Regions from separate parts of the Mus musculus genome. Here region 2 is linked to region 1. A link is a contact called in public HiChIP or PLAC-seq data. All regions are on one chromosome and are shown on one strand. Each heading gives the region's core, a stretch centred on a gene start, on an enhancer-like site or on the middle of the called end of the contact. The rest is flanking DNA. Distances are from core to core; before and after follow the strand shown.

Region 1 (6,122 bases), core at 2,895-5,394:
AAGTGGTTAAGGCAATTCAAAACAATCTTTGTGTATCTGTGTAAGCAAGTTGCAGAAGTAAAAAAGCAGTTAGTCATATCATAACAAGTAGATAGTCATAGCTGTCCATTTCTGGGTGGTGGTCACTGAATCAGGGTTACTGGGAACTTATCTTTCAGGGAGTGGAGTCAGAGACAATGGCTGGCAAGTACCAAGATGAATGCTTAGCATATAATGGAGTTTCATTAGCCACACAGAGTCATTTTGATGGCCCAAGCTTTCCTCACTACAGTCAAAACCTCTGAAAATGAGAGCCAAATAAACCTTTCCCTTATAAACTGTTATGCCAGGCATTTTGTGATAACAACACAGTTTGACTAATATATCCACTAAGGCACTGAGGCCTTTCCATCCACCAAGCCAGTTTCTTAGTGAAAGTCCTTGGTCTCTGCTATCTCAAGCAAAACGTTCCAACTATTGGTCCTTTTGCATCCACTTATCATCATGCAGCTGGGGTGAAAGTCTAAGTACCAAGTCAAATCTTGACACTTTTCGGGGCTCAGTGATGCCTCTGGAATGAAAAAGTCTGGAGAGCCTTGCTAAGTAAAACAAATTATGAATTTTGTTTTATTGCAGAAAGTTATGGGAGGTTTCTGAAGAGACAAGTATTTGGTACAAAGGAGATTTGCTCCAGAGGGACAAAAGGCAGCAAATTAGAGACAAAGATAGAAGATAAAGGACAATGGAGAAGGGGACAGGAACAAGAGATGGGGGAAGGAGTATTAGCCTGAGAAGGACAAAGGACTGCCTCTGAATAAAGAGGAGACAGACATGACCCATAGGCAAATGGCAGTTTGTAAAGGTAAAAGGGGAAATCCCATGTTAAAATGAGGTGTTTAATTTTGACTGGGCATGTTAATTGGAACAGCCAAAATGGGGCTTTTGATCTGGACTTTAGTATTTTGATAGCTGGACCTTGGTAGTTAGCCTGAGGAGGAGGAAGTGGCCAAATAAGGGAATAGATCTTGGTAGTTAGCTTTAGGAATGTAATCTAAGGGTTTTTAATAAGGCAGAGGAAATGGGGAAGGGCAAGGCCTGCCAGAGCCATGTTTGCCATGCCTAGGCAGGCCACAGTCACTTCAGTTTGTTTTGTTAAGTCACTAACAAACAATTTATACTTCTAGATTCATAACTTTGTTGTTTCCAACAGTTATACATATTATAACACAGTCCTTAACCAGTTCCAACCAGGCCTGCCTCTCCCACATTAGAGGGGCTGTTTACAACCTAACAAGCAAACATCACTCTGCCCCTGCTTGCACGTGACCATCCTTCCCAAGGCTGTGAGCAGCAAGATCACCTGTTCATTAGCAGGGTGTTTTGGGAGCTGTGCTTAGGAAGGCATTGTTGGCCAAGGTTTCTCCAGCTTCTCTAGCTTCCCTTAGACTTGCTACTCATTTGCATTTAAAGGGAGTATAGTTCTCTCACTGGGTCCCTACAGTGGCGATTCTGAACATAGCTATAGCTCTTGTCACCCAAAGTGAAGTAACTTCAATTAAATTATTTATATGTATTTATCTATCATATATGAATTTTAAGCATGAATAATACATAAATATAAAATAATACGGTGTTCTAACCCCATGGCCAGGCATGGGAAATCTCCCTTTCAGTTGTTGATCAGGGGATTCCAAGAGACACCATCCCCAAACCATCTAGGGTATTGTCATAATCCTTGGTTATCACCTTGAAATTGAAGGTAAGATCTCATTGCTGAAGATACCACATACTTCAGACACAGAAGTATGACTTTCATAGTGTGAGAAGGTACTGTGCAAGCAGACGAGAGAGAGAGGAACAATCAATAATCCTACCCAGGTGGGGTGGGGGAGGTGAGGTGGAGTGGAGGGGTAGGGACATCTTCTCGGAGACAGGGGTGGGAGGAGGGTGGTGGGAGGGAGAGGAATGGGATGAGGAACTGTCAGAGGGTAGACCAGGAGGAGGATAATGACTGGACTGTAAAAAAAAAAACGATTAAAGATAATAAATTAAATAGAAAGAAGGAAAGGAAGGAAGGGAGGGAGGGAGGGAGGGAGGGAGGGAGGGAGAGAGAGAGAGAGAGAGAGAGAGAGAGAGAGAGAGAGAGAGAGAGAGAGAGAGAGAGAGAGAGAAAGAAGTGTCCTTCTGAGAACAGGCCAGTAGAGGGAGCTTGTAAGAAAATATTTCTGTCTAGGAGCTGGAAAATTCCCACCGAGGAGACTCCGTGATTTTAATTATTGTAATTAATGGTAAATTCAAGCAGACTTACACAGGACACAAACCAGAACAGCCACAAATTTGCGGAGGTGCCAAGTGCAGGAAGCCCAGTGGAGAGCCTTCCAAAGTGCTATTCAAGCTCCGGGTTCCAAGCCTCATTCCCATTACATAATTCAAAAATCTGTGGGATTTAGGATGTGCAGTGTTTAGGTTCGTCAGAGCTATCTAAGCTTTCTGAGAAATTATTCCCAAGTAGAAAGTCAGTGCTGGCTGGGAGCTGTGAAGAAGCTGTTGTTCTCTAGACTTTGCCTTTCTTGCAGCTTGAAGACAGGGAGCAAGAATGTCACACTGATGGATGAAACCATCCAAGGAAAATACAGAAACTGCAATTTGAGTGCTAAGTAATTTCCATGTCAAAACTTCTCTTTTGATACATATTTTTGGTTGTGAGCCTAGCCTTTAACGGCTGAGCCATCTCTCCAGCCCTTGATACATATTTTTAATAAAATCTATCTATCTATCTATCTATCTATCTATCTATCTATCTATCTATCTATCACTGTTGTTGCTATTGTTGTATACAGAGTTTCTCTGTGTAGCCTTGGCTGGCCTAGAACTTACTCTGTAGACCAGGCTGGCCTCAAACTCAGAGTACCTCTGCCCCCTTGGGTGCTGGGATTAAAGGTGTATACCACCAGTGCCCTGCTCTTTTGAGAATTTTAATCATTATACTACAAACACCAGGTGAACTTGGCTATGGCTTTGGTTTGTTAACCCCTGATCTAAACCAACACTTAGCCCAACCTTCGAACTTCATCTGCAGTGTCTGTGTTTCTCTTCAGGAATACTTGGATAAATATTTGCTTCCTGGGCCCATGTAGAGATAGTCACCTCAAAAACAAACAAAACCCCAAACAAGAAAATTAAAAACAAACAAACAAAAATTAATCAAACAAACTACACCCCCCCACACACACACCACCACTACCACCACCACATTTCTTTGAGCACTCCAGAAAGAGAGGCAGATGGATCTCTGTGAGTTGGAGGCCAGCCTGGTCTACATTGTAAGTTCCAGGACAGTTAGTACTGTGTAGAGAGACTATGTTGTGGTAAATCTCCTCCCAAATATGCCCCGGCAATGACAACACAACTCAGTTAATATGAATACAAGCCATGCGCCTAGATTGGGCAGATCTACCGCTACACTACCATCTTCTCCTGAAAGTATAACAACGTAAAAACAGAATTCTAGGCCTTTAGGCCCAGGCTTGGGAATGTGGCCTTTGTAAAGGTATGCTAATCATAAAAGAGATAGCGACATTCCTCTACCCACCTGCTTCCTGGGTTCAAAGAGTGCTCATTCAAAGAAAGTCACCCTGGCCATTACCAGAACCTGCAATGCAAATGTTCTATTGTTAGGGGCTCTTAGAAGCTGTCTTGAGAGTTAACAATTACCAGGTATTCCTTGTGACTCTTGTAACTTTACACTTCCTTGTGACTCTTAACTGGTATCTTTGGTATCTTCCAACAACGCCCTCCCCACTTCCTTGAGTTTCTGGTTTCTTCCTTTAAATACCCCCTTACCCAGCTACTCGGAGCGCCAAGGTCCTCTACCCTGTGTGGTGTATGACCATGGGCCCGAGAGCGCTCTTGAATAAAAATCCTCTTGCAATTTGCAGCAAGACCCGTTTCTTGTGGGTGATTTTGGGGTGTCGCCTCTCCTGAGTCAGAATGTGGGGGAGCCCTCACATTGTGGGTCTTTCATTCCATCTTATCAGAACTTGAACTTAGAACTTGCAGTTTCTCCAGGCCATGTGCTTCTGCTCTGCTTTTCTTAGTCTTCTTCCTCCTCTACACCCTCTCCCTCTTCCATTTTCCCCTTCTTCCCTCCCCTACCTTCTGTTCCACCTTCCCTTTTATCTGCCCAATCATCAGCTCTCCTTTATTTTACAAATTAAGGTGGGAAGCAGGTCTACAGGAAATCACCTGAGTGGTGACTCATTCCTTGTTCACAACCACTCACAGGAGAACGGAATTAACATCCAATATAATGAGCCCCAGGACTATCTACCACAAGACTATGTCTCAAAGAACAAAACAAACGATCAAAAAGAAAAAAAAAGACTCTTTAAGGTGCCATTGTGTATTGGCTGAGCAGAGATAGCTTTTAAGGACTGGGACTGAGGAACGGAGAGATGACTCAGTGCTTCTGCAGAAGATCTAGGGTTCAGCTCCCAGCACCCACGTGACGGCTCCCAACCCCTTTGTAACTCCAGTTCCAGGGAGATCTGACACCCCTTTCTGGCCTCTGCAAACACTGCACACACATGATTCATATTCATACATGTAGGCAAAACACTCATGTGTATAATATATGAGTACATAAAAACTGGGACCCAGGTCGGGATTAATAGAAACGTGATTCTCAGAGAAAGCAGAGTTAACTGCTCCCCTGGCATGAATATCTACTGTAGGATGTGCTTGGGGTGTAGCATGCCCTCTGGTGTCCTGGTACAGAACTAAGGGAGGAGAGAAGATGCTGTTTGAGGCACTGATTGAGGCAATGGAGGTTTTTGTACAAGTGACTCAACTTTTCTAGCTTGTATATCACACTGAAAGGGAATATTACCCATTGGGGCTCTGTGAAGGAGTACAGATACGTTAGAAACTTTCACCCTGGCAAAGTACCTGACAGAAACAGCGGAAAACAGGAAGGACCTATTTCTGCTCATGGTTGCAGAAAATTGAGCCCACAGTATGCTAGGTTGGTTCTGTGGCCAGCTAGTGGAAGCATGTTCAGGCAGTTTCTTGCTTCTTGGTGGACAGGAAGCAGAAAGTCAGTCTAGGCAGAAACAGGTATAGCCTTCAAAGACAGTCTCTCAGTGACCTACTTCCCAGGCCCGCCAAAGTTTCCACAGCCTTCCAAAATGGTGTTACTAATTAGGGACCAACTGTTCAACCATGAGCCTGTTGGGGTATTTCATATTAAAATCTTCAAGTAGGCACTTAATCCATGCTAATATTTAGTATCAAGAGTTAGAGGGAAAACCCCCAAAATGCCCGTGTATAAGAACCAAGATAGGAGCTATGGATTAGAATGGAACAAGAAGATCTTAAGATAAAATGTATACCAGCCCCTCTGCCTTACCTCTGGTTTATAACTGGAGGGGAAATCCTAGGTTTTAGTACAAAACGGGCTAGGCAAGAGTGCCTAACCTTTTGATGGTGACACCCCAAAGTCAATTATAAACATCACACAGAACTATGCAGTCTGGTTACAGATAAACGAGTAAACCATAAAAGCCCTTATAAGGCTTAAAGTGAGTTTATCATTTCGTCATTTTGTGTTGAGCCTTATCCGTCACTCTCCTTGGCTGCATGTGACCCATGGGGCCATGGGCAGTACACACATGGCTCCCAGACTGATTAGCTCTTATTGGAGGAACTCTATACCTTGCTTGCCCTTAAGCTCTTTGCTAGCTTCTGACGTAGGCCACTGATAACAAGGTGAAATGGTTCTTACTTGAGCTGTACAACTGAATTCTGCCTGAAGAAGCTCGCCTAGTTGTGTCCCCTTTATGAACAAAGCCAGTTTTGCTTCCCTTTGCAGATTCATCAGTATTCCAAATCTATAAATGTCTCTGCCTCTGACTTCCATTTTTGAGCTCATTATGACATCTGCTTAATTTACTTATTAATAATGAGTTAAACAAAATCTTTGATATGTGTTCTTTCAACTCTTATGTCAGCCATGATTTTGTTGTTGTTGTTGTTGTTTTGCACAGAAAATTATCCCTTAATTTCCTGCTTAATTATGAACTTGAAATCAGAGATGTTTTCCAAGAAAGCCTTTAACAGCATCCTAGAAGACAGTCCAACACATT
Region 2 (6,110 bases), core at 3,537-6,036, 170 kb after region 1:
CCGTCAATAAGACAAAAAGACCACCAACAGATTGGGAAAGGATCTTTACCTATCCTAAATCAGATAGGGGACTAATATCCAATATATATAAAGAACTCAAGAAGGTGGACTCCAGAAAATCAAATAACCCCATTAAAAAATGGGGCTCAGAGCTAAACAAAGAATTCTCACCCGAGGAATACTGGATGGCTGAGAAGCACCTGAAAAAATGTTCAGCATCCTTAATCATCAGAGAAATGCAAATCAAAACAACCCTGAGATTCCACCTCACACCAGTCAGAATGGCTAAGATGAAAAATTCAGGTGACAGCAGATGCTGGCGAGGATGTGGAGAAAGAGGAATGCTCCTCCATTGTTGGTGGGATTGCAGGCTTGTACAACCACTCTGGAAATCAGTCCGGTGGTTCCTCAGAAAATTGGACATAGTATTACCGGAGGATCCTGCAATACCTCTCCTGGGCATATATCCAGAAGATGTCCCAACCGGTCAGAAGGACACATGCTCCACTATGTTCAGAGCAGCCTTATTTATAATAGCCAGAAGCTGGAAAGAACCCAGATGCCCCTCAACAGAGGAATGGATACAAAAAATGTGGTACACAATGGAGTAATACTCAGCGATTAAAAAGAATGAATTTATGAAATACCTAGGCAAATGGTTGGACCTGGAGAGCATCATCCTGGGTGAGGTAACACAATCACAAAGGAACTCGAACAATATGTACTCACTGATAAGTGGATATTAGCCCAGAAACTTAGTATACCTGAGATATAAGATACAATTTGCAAAACACATGAAACTGAAGAAGAACGAAGACCAAAGTGTGGACACTTTGCCCCTTCTTAGAATCAGAAACAATCACCCATGGAAGGAGTTACAGAGACAAAGTTTTGAGCTGAGACAAAAGGATGGACCATCTAGAGACTGCTATATCCAGGGATCCATCCCATAATTAGCTTCCAAACGATGACACCATTGCATACACTAGCAAGCGTTTGCTGAAAGGACCCTGATATAGCTGTCTCTTGTGAGACTAGGCCGGGGTCTAGCAAACACAGAAGTGGATGCTCACAGTCAGCTATTGGATGGATCACAGGGCCCCCAATGGAGGAGCTAGAGAAAGTATCCAAGGAGCTAAAGAGATCTGCAACCCTATAGGTGGAACAACAATATGAACTAACCAGTACCCCTGAGCTCTTGACTCTAGCTGCATATGTATCAAAAGATGGCCTAGTCGGCCATCACTGGAAAGAGAGGCCCATTGGACACGCAAACTTTATATGCCCCAGTACAGGGGAACGCCAGGGCCAAAAAGTGGGAATGGGTGGGTAGGGGAGTGAGGGGGAGGGTATGTGGGACTTTTGGGATAGCATTGGAAATGTAATTGAGAAAAATACGTAATAAAAAAATTTTTTTAAATTAAAAAAAAGAAAGAAAGACTAGGGTTTTTGTATTTTGGTTGTTTTGTTTGTTTGTTTGTTTGGTTGGTTGGTTGGTTTTTTGTTTTTTTTGGTTTTTTTTGCAGAGAAATGTGTGCTGATTATATTCATAAAGAGATCCTTCAGTTGCCAGGCATGGTCGTGCAGGCAAGAGGCAGAAGCAGGAAGGAGGATCTCTGTAAGTTTGAGGCCAGCCTGTTCTACAAAGGGACAACCAGAGCTGTTAACACAGAAAAATCCTAGCTCAAAACAAAACAAAAGTCACCCCTGGAGCCTTTCACAACACAGGTCTCTGGGTCTTTCTAGAGCTCCCCCGCCCCCACAGCTGCATATTTCCATTCTTTGTCCTGGCCATCTGAGCTTCTCTTCTGTCTCCCTCCCATACCTGACCCTGCCCTGCCCTCCCCTCCCCGTCCCCTCTCTCATCCAGGTCCCTCCCTCCTTCCCTCTGCTTCCCATGATTATTTTGTTCTTCTTTCCAAGTGGGATTGGAGCATCTTTGCTTGGGCATTCATTATTGTTAAACTTCATATGATCTGTGAGTTGTATCCCGGGTATTCTGTACTTTTTGACTAATATCCACTTATCAGTGAGTACACACCACACATGTCCTTTTGGATCTGGGTTACCTTACTAAGGATGATATTTTCTAGTTTCATACGTTTGCCTGCAAAATTCATGCTGTCCTCGTTTTTAATAGCTGAACAGTATTCCATTGTGTAAATGAACATTTTCTGTATCCATTCTTCACTTGAGGGACATCTGGGTTGTTTTAGCAGAGATGCTCAACAGTGGGAAGAGGGAACCTGAGGAGACAACCTCCAGTAGATAGACAGGGCCCCCAATGGAGGGATGGTACCACACACCTACCTTTAAATTTTTTGACCCAGAATTGTTCCTAACTACAAGAAATTCAGGGACAAAATTGGAGCAGAGACTGAAGGAAAGGCCATCCAGTCACTGGTCCAACTTGGTTTCCATCCCATAGGCATGTACTAAACCCTGACACTATTACTGATGCTATGTCTTGCTTGTAGACAGGAGCCTAGCATGGCTGTCCTCTGAGAGACTCTACCAGCAGCTGGCTGAGACAGATGCAGATACGTATGGCCAAGTACTGGACAGAGGTCAGGGACGCCTGTGGAAGAGTTAAGGGAAGGGCTGAAGGAGCTGAAGGGGATGGCAACCCCATAGGAAGACCAAAAGTGTCAACTAACCTGGAGCTCTGAGAGCTCCCAGAGACAAAGCCACCAACCAAAGAGCATACATGGCCCCTGCACATATATAGCAGAGGATTGCCTTGTCTGGTCTCAGTGGGAGAGGATGCACCTAATCCTGTAGACACTTGATGCCTCAGGGAAGTGGGATGCTGGAGGGGCAGGGGGAGGTGGGGAGGGTGGGAGAGGGAGGTGGCTGGGTGGGGGGAGCACCCTCTCAGAGGAAAAAGGGGAGGAAAGGGGGTGAAGAACTCTGGAAGCAGGGCAACATTTGGAATGTAAATAAATAAAATAATTTAATTTTAAAAACCTGAAAAAGAAAGGAGAGAGAGAGAGAGAGAGAGAGAGAGAGAGAGAGAGAGAGAGAGAGAGAGAAGGAGAGAGAGAGAGAGAGCCTGCAGTCTTTAGCATTGTGTGGAGATGGAAGTCACTGCTTAATATGGGGTCAGGGTTAAGGTTCGTTTAGGTATGAAGTGATACAAATTAAAATACTACCTCACCTGTACCTCACCCACCTGTTCTTTATTACTCTTGTTTTTCTGTATTATAGACCCCTTAGAAATGGGAGTACTGATGTCCTATCCAGGCATTGCTAATCAATCCTTGCATCTGGGCCTGAGAACACCCATAAGACATGTGCATTTTATTTTCATCAGCTGAAGATATTCTCCCAAAGTGGAATTCAGCTTGGCTCCACGGTCTCCGTCACATATGACCCCACTCTGCCCCTACTCTTGGGATATCAGATCCTTCCCTTGCATTTTAAATTACATTAAGAAGAGGTTTAATTTAATCATTAGACATTATCCTGACTTCCTATTAGCAATTTTGTCTTGAAATGCAATTAAGCATAAAACATTATAATGTTAGCAAGAGTCATGTTTATATAACTGCTTAAATCTTAAGAGAAAAATATTCAGAACTTTACTTCACATGATATGCCAAAATAAATTCAAGAAGATTAAAACATTAAATAAAAGTACATCAAAGCATGAAAATGCAGAAGATGGCTAATATTTGTTTTATGGAAAAAGAAGCCCTTTCTAAGGTTAAAAGTCAATAGAAAAATTATAAGGAAAAATATTGGATTATTATACAAACAGTAAAATCCCTATATTTATAAAGAAAATAATAACATTAAACATGCAACAGGAAGCCAAGAAAATATAAGATATAAATAAAAGTGGTGATACCCAATAACTTATGCAAATCACTATAAACAATGTAGACTATATCTTCTAAAAACTAGAATCTCAAAGTGCATAAACAAGCAACTTATAAAAAAGAAGGCAATTTATAAATGGCCATTTCAAAATATTGAAGGCTTCCATCTTGTTTATAGGGCAGGGTCTGGGGAAATAGCTTAGTGGTAACAGGCTTCCTAAGCAAGTGTTGGGGCCTGAGTTCGGGTCCCTAGCACTCACACTGGAGCCCAGCACAGTGATAGCTGGGCACGTGATACACCTGTAACCCAGCCGGGGAGTGGGGGATGTGAGTGGGGCGGGGCTCAGAGCCAAGTAGATCACAGTGGCCTCTTGGCTAGCTAGCCTGGCTGAAAATGGCAAGCCCCAAGTCTTCTGAAAGACCCTGTCTAAATAACAATGCCATAGAAGCAACTGCTATCCTAACGTCAAGGCCAGGCTTCCACAGAGACCTATGTGGATGAGCATGCCCACACATGCATATACTGTTACACACACATGCGCTCACGCGAGTGTGTGCACACACACAAACACAAACACACACACGCGCGCGCGCGCGCACACACACAGTAAAAGACAATAAAAATGGCAGTAAGAGCTATTATAAATCTACAATTCTCGCTGTCTGACAGCCTGACAGACAGTAACTCCTGAGTGTTGGCAAAGTCCAACGAGGAAGCCTTCTCCGTCTCAACTGGCAAAAGCTTCCTGGAAGGAAGGCATTCTGACAAAGTGTACTGAGCACCTTAAGATAATCACACTTTGACAGATTGATTATAAGACACGCACACAGTAGTAATTTGCTATTTGTAACACTTAATAGCAAATTGGAAACAACCTGAAGCCAAACATTAGGAGAACAGGGTGAAGGTGGGGTGCGGGGCCACAAGCCTTTACCCTCAGCACTTGGCAGGCAGGCAGGTATCTGTGATTGGCAGGCAGGCAGGTATCTGTGAGTCAGAGGCCAGCCTGGAGTACATAGTGATGGAGGAGGAGGAGGAGGAGGAGCAGAGGGGGAGGGGGAGGAGCTGAGGGGGAGGGGGAGGAGCAGAGAGGAAAGGAGGAGGAACAGATAGGGGCAGGTGAGGGGAGGAGGAGGAACAGAGGAGGAGGAACAGAGGGGGAGGAACAGAGGGGGAGGAGGAGGAGCAGAGGGGGCGGGGGAGGAGCAGAGGGGGCGGGGGAGGAGCAGAGGGGGGCAGGAGAGGGGAGGAGGAGGAACAGAGGGGACAGAGAACAGGACAACCACATAACATGATTCAGAAGTCATGGTGAGTATTTGGGAAATAATTCAAATCATGCAGGAAGTATTTCTGGTCTTAGAATGTCTAAAAGAATCCAAAGCAGTATTAGATGTGTATAAATAGTTGCATATATCTAAGGTACATAATGTGATGTTTTACTGCATAGATACATGCACATAGTGAAATAATTACTAAGTCATGCAAATTATTGTTCCTTTCATTTCATCCCTTTACACTTTTCTATGTGTAGAGAAAGTACTATCTTGTTTATTCCCTTGTGAATTGCCAGTGTGCAATGTAACAATAACCACTGTCCTGCAGTATTTGTCCTTTGCTGTCCAGCACATCCCGTTTAGCATAATGTTCGCCAGGGTTATCCAGTTTCACCACTCGAGGGTCCTCTCTTTTACTTTTTAAAAGACTAATAGCGGGGTTTTCGTGTGTGTGTGCATGCGTGTATGCGTGCGTGCATGTACAAGACTGTAGCTTGCAGTTTATCTCCTTAATGGAGAGCTCATTTGTAGGGAACCATGTCAACAAGAGTAGCTAGCACAAAATACCAATGTAAGAAGGTTCCAGAGTGACACTGCAGCTTCTTGCTCAAGCAGGCTGGTGTCCTTTAAAAAGAGTATTTCTGTTCTGAGGTGAGAGGTTGTTAAATTTGGCTGTGTTGAGTTCAGGGTTTCTGTTGGACATGTTGGTGGAGATGTCTCAGAATGTGTGGACTTTGGGGGAAAGCTGGGGTGGAGTTTCTGGAAAGTTTAAGATATGAATTTAGATGAGGGCCCAAAGGAGAAAGTAAGAAATGGAAAGTGGAATCCTGAGCCCAGGATGGGGATCAGAGGACAACGGGCACTTAATGGAAAGGAGCCTCGAAAATCACTAAAGAACCAGGAGAGAGTTGGAGTTGGGATGGTGGAGAAGGAGGAAGAGGAGGAGAAGGAAGAGGAGGAGGAGGAGGAGGAGGAGGAGGAGGAGGAAGAGGAGGAGGAGGAGGAAGAGGAGGA

Evidence for each region. HiChIP or PLAC-seq counts read pairs in DNA pulled down with a chosen protein or histone mark.
Region 2: an H3K27ac HiChIP or PLAC-seq map of embryonic stem cells shows a contact between it and region 1, with 9 read pairs. The contact joins two enhancer-like sites. A contact is called at or near these places in 3 of 484 Hi-C or Micro-C datasets (the HPC-7 cell line, bone marrow-derived macrophages and embryonic stem cells) and 6 of 115 datasets of contacts at active chromatin or transcription factors (SST interneurons and embryonic stem cells).

Annotation. Positions count from the first base shown.
Region 1 is chr14:19,857,142-19,863,263 of GRCm38.p6, forward strand. No RefSeq gene overlaps it. Among named protein-coding and RNA genes, the nearest start is that of D14Ertd670e, 21 kb to the left of the region's middle. Within about 2 kb of position 4,145, at least 19 of the 459 cell types and tissues checked have an H3K27ac peak or open chromatin away from gene starts, as enhancers often do. A contact at or near this core is called in embryonic stem cells, where this site is marked.
Region 2 is chr14:20,028,050-20,034,159 of GRCm38.p6, forward strand. No RefSeq gene overlaps it. Among named protein-coding and RNA genes, the nearest start is that of Saysd1, 52 kb to the right of the region's middle. Within about 2 kb of position 4,787, at least 25 of the 459 cell types and tissues checked have an H3K27ac peak or open chromatin away from gene starts, as enhancers often do. A contact at or near this core is called in embryonic stem cells, where this site is marked.